Linked DNA regions of Zea mays: region 2 is linked to region 1. The links are chromatin contacts, called in public Hi-C maps. All regions are on one chromosome and are shown on one strand. The core of a region is the stretch at or near the end of the contact, and the rest is flanking DNA. Distances in the headings are between cores, read along the strand shown. Region 1 holds the start of LOC103627379 (repressor of RNA polymerase III transcription MAF1 homolog). Region 2 holds the start of LOC542359 (glossy 8).

Region 1 (7,191 bases), core at 3,418-5,917:
CTTCACTGCGAAGCCTGCCCGAGCTGGGCTTCGGGCGAGTCGAGGGTGCGCCCGTTGCTTGAGGAGGCCCTCTGGCGAGGCGTGAATTCGTCTGGGACTTCTGTTTCCGCCCGAGGCTGGGCTCGGGCGAGGCGAGATCGCGTCCCTTGAGTAGACGAAGCCTTGACCTGAATCGTGCCCATCAGTCTCTGCAGCTTGCGCTGATGGTGGTTACCAGCCGTGTTTAGGAGTGTTGGGGGTACCCCTAATTATGGTACCCGACACCTTTCTTGGTCTTTTTATTGGTTTGTTGTGAACCTTTGGCACCTGTAAAACTTATAATCTAGAGCAAACTAGTTAGTCCAATTATTTGTGTTGGGCAATTCAACCACCAAAATCAATTAGAAAAAGGTGTAAGCCTATTTTCCTTTCAAATAGAATTAGAATTACATCTCGTTTCAATACCATGACTAATTTGGTATGGAACACAATTCAATTCCATACCTTTCAATACCATGACTAATTTGATATGGAACACAATTCAATTCCATATCTTTCAATATCGATATCCAAATGAAGCATTAGAGAAATTGAAATTTACTTAATAAAGGTACGACTATGTATGTGATATAATTATCGAAAACACTAGGCTTCCTACCTCGGTAGTTACTGACCATTTGTTTTTAGACTTTGTTTGGTCTAGACACTGTTTTAATGCACTAAGGACCTGTTTAGATCTCACGTGTTAAACCTTATCTCCTCTTATGCTAATGGGTGCTAAAGTTTATCACTTCATTTTTAGTATCTTTTAGCATTTGTGTTTGGACCTCTAAGTGCTAAACTTTATTAAAAGTGTAGTGCTAAAGTTTAGCACATGGATCCAAACAGCACTAGAACTAATAGTTAGTTGTTAAAATTAGCTGGTGACATCTAAACAACCCAAGTAATAGTCTAGCTATTAGCTGCTTTTAGCTAGAGACATTCAAACACTCTCAGTTAATAGTCCAACAAACTATTAATTACACTCGCAACTATCCATCAATTATTAGCTAGTTAAATCCAGCTAAAATTAGCTAATAGTTAGCTAGATATTTGTTAACCAACTAATTTCATTAATAATTTTTTTTAACTATTAGCTCTAGTGTATTTAAAACTAGACCTTAGTTTTACGTTGTAAGAAAATACAATAAGAGATGAGCAGTAAAAAACCTCATGTACCTTCTCTCTGTCTTCCTCTTTTTCCCCTATTTTGACTAAAAGCCAAAAGATAAGGTTCCAAGTGCTTCTAAAACTATGCTATGTAGTTCTAGTTACGAAATTATGCTATGAGGTCTCAACCAACGTTAATTCTATGGTGCGTTTGGTTGGAGAGTCAATCAGAATGGAACAGTTTCATTCTAGTTTTTGAGAATGTAACTATTCTATTATCTGTTTGGCAAGCAGAACAGAGTCACTATATTTTTTGTTTGGTTGAAGAGTATAATAGAGCAGAGCCGATCTGTTCTTTGTTTGGTTGGAGAGCCACATGAGTGTAGAGGGGAGAAGATGAAGGAGAGCGCTCGCGTCCGAGAGAGCGCTCGCATTCAACCATTTTGGTGGAGCGGAGCATTCCAATTATTTATGATAAATTTTCTATATGGAGTCTTCAGGAGTCGCTCTGCTCCTCTTTTGTTGGAAAACAAACATCCAAAAAACTAGAAAAGAGCCGGTCCATTCTCCTCCACTCTTTAACCAAACGCACCCTTAGATCACGCTTATTTTATGTGTTGACGCGTGTTGTGGTCTGTTAGGAAAGGAAAACGACAACATTTGGAGTCTAGAATGCTGTGTGTGAGGACTTCTTGTACATTTAATATTCTTTTCTCACTAAGGTTAGTATATCTCTTATGTTTTTCTTTAAAACTGAAAAAATATCACATGCCATTGTGAATTAAAATTTCTGTAGCTACCGAGATCCATTGAAAAGTACATCTAGCCTTAAGGAGTGCATACTGAAATCTTCCTTATGCATAAGTATTGTTTAATAGTTTTTTATTCTATTTGTTGCAATGCCATTTACCGTTCTCCCTCTAATTTATTCTAAAATTTGTTGCAGCTTGTCCAGCATGCATCCAAAAAAAATAGACTCAACCGCGCGTAAAGGCTTTCTTAGTTCATCTTTGGAGAGTGGAAAAGGATTCGCGGTATATGCCCGAGACAATACTGAATGTTCTCGCAAAGACTTTGAACAGGGCTATGTAGGTAAACATCATATACTCGTGGTGATTTATTCTCAGTCAGTGATAAAATTAAACCCCCTACTAAAAACACTCAAAACAGCAGTTTACGCCAATAGTATACTGGCCATTGAAACTTACTAAAGAAGCCTAGTGTCATTCAAAGAATAACAAATTTTCTATATTATACTTCTTCTGTTTTTTTTTATTTCTCGCATTTTAGTTCAAAATAACATCTCTTTTATTCATTAATTTTCTTGTTGTTTGGAACCATTTGCTAGAAATTCGGTTATAGAAGATACGCTCCCTGATTGATTTCTCTGCTAGCAATTTATCTGAATACTCTTACACATGGTTCTCTTTCTAGTGAACTGAATCGAGCACAAATTTTGTTGATGTGTACTTACTAGGGAGACCCAACATGATATATTCAATGTAATGGGTGCCATGTATGCAACAGTACTACCGTACATAAGAATTACCAATGCCACCTCTGTTCAACCTGTGATCTCCACAAAAAGATTTGCATCGTACAGAGAGCGAGCTGCTGGGATGTATTTAGCGTTGCCTTTTTACATTTGCTCTGGTAATTGTTGTTAGAATGTTATCCCCCATTTGGAAATCGTTACTGCTTGTAACATTATGCTAGCAACGAGATCCCGCTGACAATTACTCTTTGGCAGGCCACTATAAAGTTCTCTTATATTCTTGTGCAATCACTCAAATACGGTACAATCTTCTACGATTTGGGATTGTTTGAAGACAATAGCCAAGTTTGGTGACATGTGAGAGGGCAACATGATGCTATACAAGAGGGGACATACTCATCGTCCAAAGATAGAAATCAGGGGCGGAGCTAGTGTTAGCATATAAAATGATGTAAAATATTGTTTACAAGAGGGGACATACTCATCGTCCAAGTTTGGTGACATGTGAGAGGGCAACATTGAATAGCCAAGTTTAGAAAATACAATGTAAAATATTGTTTAAATACTATTTATAACGTTAACGACACTCATATAAAATGATGTCGACACTAGCAAACCTAAGGATGGTTTTGCCCATGGGTATAATCCCATGTCTAAACAACCTATGCGTTTTGCGAAGAAACATTTTATTCAATGAACTATTCCTGAGTATGTCTGATACAGCTCACAATGGGGCGCTTTCTTTTTCTAGTAAATTAATAATAGTTGGTCATGACTCCGGAACTAGAGACACACCGCACATTTTCTTTTTTCTATTAAAAGAAACAACATGCTATTCACGGAGGACAAGGTGCCTTTGGCATCCATCCATCCAGATCCAGTCGACGAAACCGCATATTCCATGCCATGCATAGTGGGATCGCCATCATGTTCTCATCTCCATCCCCGTCTCTGTTGCCCTCTCCCTAGGCCTTGTGGAGCGGGAGTCCGGCCTTTGGCTAATTTTAGGGATGGCAACAGGTCGGATTCGGACTAAGTACAATAAATACTCGCTCGTGACCATACCTGTGGGTAAAAAATTGTATCCGTGCTCGTACCTGTCGGGTATTGGGTATCCGCGGGTATATATATATATATATATATATATATATATATATATATATATATATATATATATATATATATATATATATATATATATATATAATACAGAAAAATTCCAAAAAATATAATCATAACCAGCAAAAATTTCAGAGAACTTATGCGTACAGGAACACTTCAAACAAGTCTTCATAAATTATGTGTCAACACAAGCATACAGAACATAATATGAAAACACTTCAAGTTTTCATGATACATGCTCGCTAGTTTTTTAGTTTTTACGGATATCCACGGGTAACCCGCGGGCGACAAAAAATATCCATACCCGACCCGGTTTTAACACGGGTCAGGTACGTGGCAAGACCCGCGGGTACAAATTCGTACCCGGACCCGCAGGTAAAATTGCCATCCCTAGCTAATTTTTTCGTTTCGTTGGTAAGCAAGTCCTTCAACAAATTCTTCAAATTTCTTCGGTACGATTTAGATCTATTTATTTTGAAGAATTTGAAATTTACAAAAATAAGTATTCTATATGATTTGGAATTTAACATCCTGCCACTTTTCCACTTTTTATAACTCAAAGATAAGCCCATCTCAAATTTATGAAGTGAAATATAAAAAATAATTTTATATATTAACAAAATATGTTTCTACTCTACAACTTATAACGTTTTTTGACTCATTTCTATATAGTAAAAATTTAGCAGTATTGCTAATAATAATATATAAATATATTTTATATAAAACTATATTAGCTTAATTGTTCTTTATCTAAATTATTATTATTAGAATGAAATTTAAGGATCCAAACAAAGCTATTTTAATATCCTGGGTCTATACTCAACTGAGTTAGTTAAAAAAACATAAAAATAAGACATTTTTAATATTTTAATCCTATTTTTTCATTTGGTAAGTTAACAAACACGCCTGTCACGTGGGTCCATCTGTCGGCCTATAATCTTTCCATTTCTTTCTTCTCTCTCCTTACTCGGTTCTTCCTACTCCCGATCCATCCGCAGAGGGCGGTGTCGGCCTCCTCTCCACCCGACAGCTTGGCCGGCGACGAGCACCACCAGGACACCAGGTATTTTCTCCCCCTTGGTCTTTCCTCCCTGCTGTACGAAGACGTGCGCCCGTGATTCGTAGGTAAAACCGTGCGCCCGAACCCTAACATACTATTCGTAGTCGGATCTGAATCTAATTACAAGTGTATATGCATGTATCATGGCTGCTAACTTCGATTGCTTTGCAAAAACTATTGGGTGTATCCTTTGCTGGGCCCGCCCCTGTTCTGAATCCCAATTCGCGAGACACGTCCAGATTTGACTATTTTATGAGTTCACAAGCCACCCAGCATGAAGTTTTTAGAATACACCCCCTTCGACAGGTAAACGTGGTGTTTTCTGTTGCCGGTGCTGTGCTTTTGGTTGCATGCGATCAATTCGTTTTCCCCAGTTTACTGGTTTTTTTGTTGTTTTGTTGATGTTTCCAGTATAAATTTGTTCCTCGAGCAGCTCGACCTTGGTGATTGTACAATCAGAGGGAACCTTGAGGCCTTCTCATGTAAGAAACTAGGAACATGCTTCATTGCGTCTTTTGTTGAGCATGAGCTACATGCTTTCAATAAGCTGGTATGTTAATTTGCAGGCAAGCACACTGCGACAGACCGCCGGCTTTCAATAAGCCTAGAACATGAGGTGCATGCTTTTCCTGGACCCATGGATTGTTTTATCACTGAGATCATTTTTCTTATAACAAGGCTATAAATCATGTGTAATCTACAGTGTTTTGTTTAGAAAATTTTGTCCTCTCTGGTTGGAATCATAGTAGAAGGAAGCAAAATGTTTTGATTGTTTAGATACTTTCAGATAGTCCAATAAGCCCTGGTTGGTACACTCATTTTGGGCTTATTTGCTTCCACTCACCTTTTCGTCTAACATGCTTCCTTTATTCATAGTTATTTATTGCAAAAGGGAGCCTCTCTTTCTATTTTTCGCTTTTCGGCCAGTGGACCTCTCCTGTTATACTTTATGTGAAGTTAGTTTAGGTACCTTCTCTCATGTATGGATTTGATGCTTACCAGGGATTAGTTTTGTAGATATTATATTTCATACATGAAGAATCATGGAATCATTCATGTACAAGTACAACATCATTGCTTAATGCCACCCTTCTTCAAGCTGCAGTACTATGCTTTTCCACCTGTCATGTTAGGCTTTGTCTTCTGCTTTTCGTGTGGGCTTGTAGGCTGTTTGTGTCTTCAACATTGTTTTGAATAAGTCAATGGGAGCATAGTTGTTTGATTGATTGATCAGAAGCCAAAGATTGTTTCTCCTTAATCTAAAATTTACTGAATGTCACATATGTGATATCACAGATTCACAGTTGTTATTGTTGTAGTTTGTGTTTTGTGCAATCTATTCACTAGGATCTTTAGAACATTCTTTTCCAAGCGAAACTTAATGCTTGTCATTTAAAAGCCCACAAAGAATGCATGTATGATGTTTATATGTATGCATGTTTTTTAAATGTTGATGTTCCACTTCCAGCCTTGAATTGGTGTACGCTATTTGTAATCATGCCAATCTAAATCCTCTGTTGTGCTTTCAGATTCTTGATTACCTTGGCAAGTCCTCTGATAGTGACCCGTCTTCACCAGTGGAGCACTTGGCCTCCAGATCAAGGTAGGGATCTGTGAAATATATTTATTAGAAAAAATTGCAAACATTCCAATGGTCAACCCTACCAGTTTTTCATTTACCACTGGGTCTGTCAATGACAGGTGGGCCATGGTCCCACCATTCATTGAGGCATCCAACAAATTGGGGTTTGACCCAGTTGTATGTTTGCAAAAGTTTCTATCTGTTATTCATATTTTCTTTTTACATAGCCTAACTTATATTTTTTTTTCATTTGATGTTTGTCTAGCCGGAAAACATTGATATATCTAGTTCTCACTCTTGGCCACATATATCCAGATTATGATTTCAGGTAATATTGTCTTTGTAGCAAGTGTGTTCTAATATTATCTGGGAGGAAGGATATTGGGTAATGCCATAGTCAGCTTTCTCTGGGCGATATGGCAAACCCGCTTTTGTCCTTTCCGACCAGCCTAAGGGGGTGTTGTCAGATGGTATGACAGACGGATTAATAACCGTTGCTCTTTGAGCTGAGAGTTCAATTCTCTCCATTTCCCTTGGTCTTTGGTATTTGATATATCTGACTTTCTTAAGGTCTCCTGACTATCATGTTACACATTCATGATAGCACGACCTTCAGATTAAATTTAACATCCTTTTGTCAACATCTGTTCACTTATCAGTGCTGTTCGGGCACACTTGTTCTTCCAAGAAGAGGAGTTGGAAAGTTTCAAGCAGATGGTAGACACCTACTTATCTGATGCCTCTAGGGTAATCATTTATGATTTCCTCTTTATCTTTTGGTTTGCATTTTTTTACTCTGTTCAT
Region 2 (7,390 bases), core at 302-2,801, 290 kb before region 1:
CTTTTTTTTGCTGGAAGTCATGGAGAAACCATGTGGGTCAGGCGTTTCTGCGTGGATTTTTGACGATCCACAGCCTATAAAAACATAGAGCGACACAGCTGTAGTAGTACTGTAGAAGTCGGGCAGTGTGGGACTGCAACATGAATTGTGATGTGTTGTGTGGTTGGGACTTGGAAGTGGTGGTGTAACCATGTGCTGTGATGTTGCAGCCATGTGCGCGCGGTGGTCATGGTCGATTTTGCTCTCTGCCGTTTGAACATTCCGACCATGCCTGAACTGGATAAAGATTTCAGTATATAATAGTGTACTGTTACTACTTACTATTGTCCTTACCGTTTATGGGTTTACACTAAAAAAAAATCTTCGATGCTCTCCTAGAGGAAAATGCAAACCGTTCCGATTGTGGAAGCGACGTCGTCGTCGCAGATGGATTCGCGGCGTCGTGACAAGACTTCCATCCGCGCAAGGCGGTGTTTGCCCAACGCCCATGCTGCTACTGCTACTGGTAGCCGGCAGCCGCATTGATCCATCGATCGATTCCCATTCCCCCCTCTCCCACCTGCCTGGATTGAAGCCGGCACCCACTCGCGTCCATTGCGCGGCACGGCTCGCCACTCGCGTCCCACCTGGCAGTGGCTCAGCAGCCAGCACGACGCCTCGACGGTCGTGCAGTGCACAAGGGTTGGGATTTCCGCCCGCCACCGGCGACCACATCCCCAACGGCCCCCGTCATTATTTCGGCTCATCAAACCCGACCTGCCAAGTGCCAACCCCGCTGTCCCCTTCGTCAAGGCACAGCCAAGATGCGCATCAAATCCACAGTTATTACAGCAGAGCTGGAGATGCGCCCGGTGCACCGTGAGCGGGTTGCCTCTGATCTGCATCTGCTCCGGCCTCTGGTCTGGATGCCATGCCAGTCAACCTCCGCAGCTCGCCGGTTCATCTGCCACGCGAATAGGCTGATGACTTGGCAGGTGAGCCTACCAAACACGTCAACGGTTACGTCGGTGAATTTGACGTGCCCAAAGAGTGTGGCGCGTGCTATGTTATAATCTGTGTGTCTCCGTCTGTTTGTTGTAACTTACCCTTACCCCTGGCCCTGAGAGTAAAAACTGTTCCTGCGCAGCTGCCTTGGCTGATGAAGAGGGCAGCCGAACGCTTGTATCTCACGTAAAGACTGCTACTTTGACTCGCATTCCTTTGTAACCTGCACGAGGAAGTGAGAAAGAAAGGTTGTCCGCTAGGATGTGGTCTTTCTCCGCAATGAATTTATCCAGTTTTATACTACTACTTTCATTCTTAAATATTTATTATCCGTCATTTTATTTTTATACTAAAACGACGACAAGTAAAAAATAAATGAGGAAGAATTTCTCTATAAGAGCACCACTACAAGAACTTGAAAATCCACTTTGAAATTTGTCCGTCCATACGAACTCTACGACTACGAGCCTACTACTCTACTACTGCCTACGGAGGAGAGAGAGAGATTTCATGAGTTCGTGTTCAGTTAGTCTTGGTGCACCAGTTCCACCCACCACCGGATATAGGTCATGCCCCTTATAAGCTCGACACAGGGGCAGGCACACCGCACAGCACCGCACCGCACTGCATCGGTCGCCAGCCGAGCCGAGCCGAGCCCTGCTCTCTCCTCCAGCTCCCCAAATCACACTCCGCCATGGCCGGCACGTGCGCTCACGTCGAGTTCCTCCGCGCGCAGCCGGCGTGGGCGCTGGCGCTGGCCGCGGTGGGCCTGCTCGTGGCCGTGCGCGCCGCCGCCCGCTTCGCGCTCTGGGTCTACGCCGCGTTCCTCCGCCCGGGCAAGCCCCTGCGCCGCCGCTACGGCGCCTGGGCCGTCGTGACGGGCGCCACCGACGGCATCGGCCGCGCCGTCGCCTTCCGCCTCGCCGCGTCCGGGCTCGGGCTCGTCCTCGTCGGCCGCAACCAGGAGAAGCTGGCCGCCGTCGCCGCCGAGATCAAGGCCAGGCACCCCAAGGTCCCCGAGGTGCGGACTTTCGTGCTCGACTTCGCCGGCGAGGGGCTGGCCGCCGCCGTCGAGGCGCTCAAGGACTCCATCCGGGGCCTCGACGTCGGCGTGCTCGTCAACAACGCCGGCGTGTCCTACCCGTACGCGCGCTACTTCCACGAGGTGGACGAGGAGCTGATGCGCACCCTCATCCGGGTCAACGTCGAGGGCGTCACGCGTGTCACGCACGCCGTGCTGCCGGCCATGGTCGAGAGGAAGCGCGGCGCCATTGTCAACATCGGCTCCGGCGCCGCCTCCGTCGTGCCTTCTGATCCGCTCTACTCCGTCTACGCCGCTACCAAAGCGTGAGCTCCCCGTTTTCCTAGTCACTGCTTCCATGCTGTCCGTTGCGCATGCTATAGCTTAGATTGGCTCGATTCTAGGATAGATGGCTTCTAGTACAAGTAAGATTGCGACTGATCGAGAACAAAAGGAGCACGTCTTTCTTGCCTACATGGTTTGGGAACTATTGTAGCAACACTGGGATCAGGAATCAGAGGAAACGCCTTCAGTGTGAATCCCTACCTTGCGTGTTGGTCATGCCAGATTCTGATGCAATCATAGGGGGAGTTAGTTAGATATGCATTCAGATGCTAGAATTAGTTGGGTACTGAAATTCCATCAGTCTAGGATTACTCGAAATGTCTAGATCTGACGTATGATCCTTCTCCTTAGGGGAAAGAAAAAGATAGGTAACTGCATAAGCAAAAAAACTTTTACTGTAAGGCGTACTGGTTTTTGTTTGCATAAGAAATTAAGAACTAAAAAAAACTTTTGTGATGCTCCTGTTGAGTTGGTCTAACATCCATCCTGCTTGCAACTATTAGAGCTCACTGAATAGTGGGGCTATATTATCCTGTGATCTAATATTAGATGAATAGTTGAAAAACCTATAAACAATGATATATTATCATGTAAGGCCTCCTATTTGTTTGTGTATCTTTGTGTTATGCACTACATATTTAGCTGAAAATGCGAGCATGATGATTCTTCCATAGGTGGGTGTGGGTGGGTGGGTGGGCGGGCGCGTGCGTGTGTGTGTGTAATTCAAAAATAGCTGTAATTAGGCAGATGCACACATTCTCTTGATCTTACTAAGTGCACACTAAAAATAATGTTATTTGTATTTTCCAGGTATGTTGACCAATTCTCAAGATGCCTCTATGTTGAGTACAAGAGCAAGGGTATTGATGTGCAATGCCAGGTAACAAATCTATCTTTGCATCGAATGTATCTTGTCTCAAATTATCAACCATTTATACAGTTATCTTAACTTAGTTTTGTGCTATTGAAATGATTTATTGCCTCTCACCAAATTCCAATTTTCCATTTCAACTATAGTTTCTCGATCTCTGTTCTCTTTCTAAAGAATTAAAAGAAATTTTGATGAAACACTCTAGTTGTTTCAGGCTCATGTTAGTCCTCACAAACTATCACACATGAGAGGTATCTTGGGAAGGGATAAAGTGAGGCGAGCCTTTCCCCTGCAAATATGTAGAGGTTGCTTCGAACCTGTGACCTCAATGAGACAGTTCTCATCGCTGCACCAGGCCTGCCCTTTAGCCCTCACAAACTGAAGTGATTCTGAAATTTCCAAACGTCTAAAATTAACCATCTTGAAGCATCATTTCACATGTTCTACTAAACTTGGTTGAGCTTGTTTATTTGCTGAACTGATTTGTGTCTACCTTTTGATAATGCTTCTTGATCAATTGGAGAATTAGTGCTTTTGCAAGTAATTGCAACGGTTTTGTCAGTAATATGTTGTATTTCTTCAATCTATCCAGGTGCCCTTATACGTGGCGACAAAGATGGCATCCATCAGGAAGTCTTCCTTCATGGTCCCATCTGCTGACACCTATGCTCGTGCTGCCGTTCGTCACATTGGATACGAGCCTAGGTGCACACCATACTGGCCACACTCTGTCGTGTGGTTCTTGATCTCCATTCTTCCCGAGTCCCTTATCGACAGCGTGCGCCTGGGCATGTGCATTAAGATCCGCAAGAAGGGGCTGGCCAAGGACGCCAAGAAGAAGGCGCTGTGATTGATGTTTCAGAATGCATGTTCAGATTCGCACATTTCCTCATCACCTGTAGTAGACACGTGCCTTGCTGTAGTCACTTTATTAGCTACCATTACCTCCTGAGTCTGTTAAGAATCGAGAATGTCATTGTTCCATCCGCGGTTATGATGATGAAAAATACGATTCTTCAATTCAAAATGTAACACTAATACGAGTAATGATGCATGAAATTAACTTGAAGAAGTTGTGCAACTCAGTTGTTTTTCTGAACCATTTCACATTTTTGTGAAGTCTCTTTGCCTGCACACGGCTTCAAATGGAATTTCCTTTGCCACACTTAAACCTAATGATAATGTTGTTTATGGAGAATTTAATACTCTCGCTTCTCCATTTGTCTTGGGCTATCGTTTTTCAGCAGTGTTAGATCATTTGTATATTGTATGGACAAATAACTGAAGACAAGCACACCAAGACAGTCGGAGTAAAAAAAATAATCCAAAGGCATCCAACTCGGCTAGAACGAACGAGGGCATGTAACTGGTGGCACTAGGGCGAATCATATCTTTTGCTTTCTGTTACGAAGTATTACTACAGTGTTGTCCAGATACAGTCCTGAAAACAAACAACTCATCCTCGAGATGGTTGAGGTTAAACTCTTCATACAGAAGTGTCAGTTCTTTGTATCCAGTTAGCAAAATAACACAGAAAAGTAGTATCTCCTTTTCAAACTGAGGTTACAGTTGAACACCTCCAGAACATCATGAAGTGAAACCATCGCTTGTTAGCTGAGCCTCATGATCATCGCCCGGGATGCCTGTTGTTTTCCCTAGTGATCTCTGACTAAGCATTCGGACGATACCACTTCTTATCTTCCGGACCTGAGACCCATTGGCAGATTGATTACCACCCATTGTCCTTGCAAGCTCTTCTGAAAGAGCCTTCACAAGGGCGTCGAAGCGACGCTTGGATGTGGGGTACCTTGATATCGACTTTGTGATCCCTTGCAACCTTGCAGTAGGATCAGCGGGGTCAGATTGAATCATATTTTCTTTAGTGGTTGAAAAGGAGTGATGAAAGGACTACCTTCGAGCAAATGCTTCTATTTCTGCTTGTTTTCTCTCACTCAATGGTGGAAGCCGAATGAGATTCTCCTTGATGCGCTTTGGATCACTAATCAAGAGCACTTGCTTCTCAAGGTATGCTTCCTCTTCTTCTGTGAAGTTTTCAGCTTTGATTTGATCTTTGATTACCATCAGAGGGTCAAAAAACCACTCAAAGATTTTACTCGTAGGCCTATTGTCGGATGTTATCTCAGATCCATTACCTGCATATTTCACAGGAAAGTCTGGCAGGTCAATAAAAGGTACAACAAACCTCTTTAGCGGTGAAAAAAAGGCACCCTTACTTAGAACGAGACCATCAGAATTGGCTTTAGCAGATCGGAGGAGTGCCTTAAGGATAACATATGCTGGTAACCCAACATTAAGTACCCCAGTGCTGGCTTTGCCTGCCTTTGTTCCTTCTATATCTTTTGGGGTTATCACTCCTTCAGCGACCAGATCCTTGCCATGGTGCTTACACTCTATGAAAAGGTGATCTAGCAACTAAACAACACATTTAAATCAGTTATACTGCACAAATTTCCAAACACCAAAGAATCATATCATGGTTTTGAATTTTAAATGGGATTATAAAACCTCATAGTATAATCTCTAAACTCTACAAAAAGTATAGCTCCACCATAATACTCCCTCGGTTCTATATTATAAGACGTTTTGCCTTTTCCTAGATACATTGCTTTTGTTATGTATTTAGACATGGTGTATATCTAAGTGCCTAACAAAAGCTATATATCTAGAAAAGTCAAAATGTCTTATAATTTAGAATGGAGGAAATAGAATACAATGAAACTAATCTAAATGGAGCATGGACCAGTGTCAGTATAGAGAATGTTTATGTAGTGGGAACACAGTGAAATTTCTTTTGCCAATTTTCCAGAAAAAGATCACCTTGAATGGATTGAACTCATCAAAGCTACTTTTAAATGATGTTACACGCTGAGGGGCTTTCTTTCCATCATGCTTGTCCTTGAATGAAGCGGGTCTCGAGAGAGAGCCACCATGTGAGGAAGCTTCATTTGTCCTATATTTAAACCTACTCATGGAAAGTGAAATTTTGAGTAACTTGTATTATTTGGTGTACAATTCAAGGACAATATTCTGGTACAGAATAAACCATTTGTACCTAGGAAAGCAAGATCCTGGTGCCATGTCAAGTACGTCATTTGTATATTCATCAAAGATGGATACTGATGATATTGCATAAGACAGTCCCAAGAAAAGTGAGGATTCCTGCCACATAAACAAGATTGCAATTATAAGCTTCACGCCTCCACATCTATCATGCTAAATCAGGTAATATTTCATCATAATACTAGCTTTATACTACAAATGATATTTTTCTGTTACCAGTCCAAAAAGATTCGTCAATACCTGATAAACCACCACAGCAGCATATACACCAAAAGGAACACTGCAAATAACAGAGGCTATAAAAGCTCCTATAACTGCAAATGGCCAGAGAAGAATTGCAAGACCAGCAAATGGCATGCAAGCTGTCTCAAGAAAAGGTCCTTCTCTGCCAATAAGATCTTCAATCAACCGCTTCCATCCTTTGAATAGCATAACGGGGAACTTGTACAAGGCAATCAGTGTGAACATTATTGCATCCACTACAAGCCCACAAGCAGCAGCAAATATTGCACCAGGAATTTGTAGCAATCTGGGGAAATTAATTATTTTATGCCATACGGAATTCCTCAATTAAAAGAAAATCACTACAATGGTTTTTAAATATTAGCAATCAGATCAAAATTTAAAAGAATACTGAACTTCAATTTACATGGGACACTCCCCCATATCATTTCTTTTTAAAGTGAGTTCTCAAGTATTAATTAATTGTGTATTTCTTGTCTTTCTTGTGACCACATACAGTGTATTTTATTGTTAACATGAACTGTTTATGATGTGTAACAAAAGCTAACCAAGATAACAAACAGACAAAATATTTTAAGTAGAGTACCGGATGAAAGTAATGTCTCATTTAGTACAATTGCTACTCACTTGTTAACACATATAGTTATAAGGAAGAATGAAAAGGCCGAAAACAATAACAAATAGAAAGTAGAACTAAGACCTTATCTCATATGGCTTGCCGTCGGGTGGTGCATGAAGACGAACTTCATCCATGATTGAAAAATATGAGTGTACCAACATGTCTTTCATGTCCCTGACAACTGTACAGCTTCCTGTGATAGTGCTCCATGTTCCATCCTGCATTT

Evidence for each region. A called contact is a pair of places that touch in the nucleus more often than the background predicts.
Region 2: a Hi-C map of ear shows a contact between it and region 1, with 5 times the contacts expected there. The contact joins the promoter of LOC542359 here to the promoter of LOC103627379 in region 1. A contact is called at or near these places in 9 of 25 Hi-C or Micro-C datasets (bundle sheath, ear, endosperm and 5 more).

The regions. Positions count from the first base shown.
Region 1 is chr5:184,617,996-184,625,186 of Zm-B73-REFERENCE-NAM-5.0, reverse strand. It overlaps LOC103627379 (repressor of RNA polymerase III transcription MAF1 homolog), which reads left to right and starts at 4,667. Exons shown (of 11, transcript XM_008647669.2): 1 at 4,667-4,808; 2 at 5,045-5,111; 3 at 5,217-5,287; 4 at 5,372-5,421; 5 at 6,335-6,408; 6 at 6,653-6,715; 7 at 7,047-7,134. The coding sequence starts at 5,080.
Region 2 is chr5:184,908,280-184,915,669 of Zm-B73-REFERENCE-NAM-5.0, reverse strand. LOC542359 (glossy 8) reads left to right here and starts at 1,551. Exons shown (of 3, transcript NM_001111936.1): 1 at 1,551-2,331; 2 at 3,161-3,230; 3 at 3,814-4,302. The coding sequence starts at 1,679. The coding sequence ends at 4,071. LOC103628738 (B3 domain-containing protein Os02g0598200) reads left to right here. Exons shown (of 7, transcript XM_020538582.3): 7 at 1-320. LOC100502381 (Steroid nuclear receptor ligand-binding) reads right to left here. Exons shown (of 11, transcript NM_001366999.1): 5 at 7,246-7,382; 6 at 6,543-6,831; 7 at 6,295-6,401; 8 at 6,060-6,204; 9 at 5,456-5,654; 10 at 5,134-5,374; 11 at 4,693-5,058. The coding sequence ends at 4,809.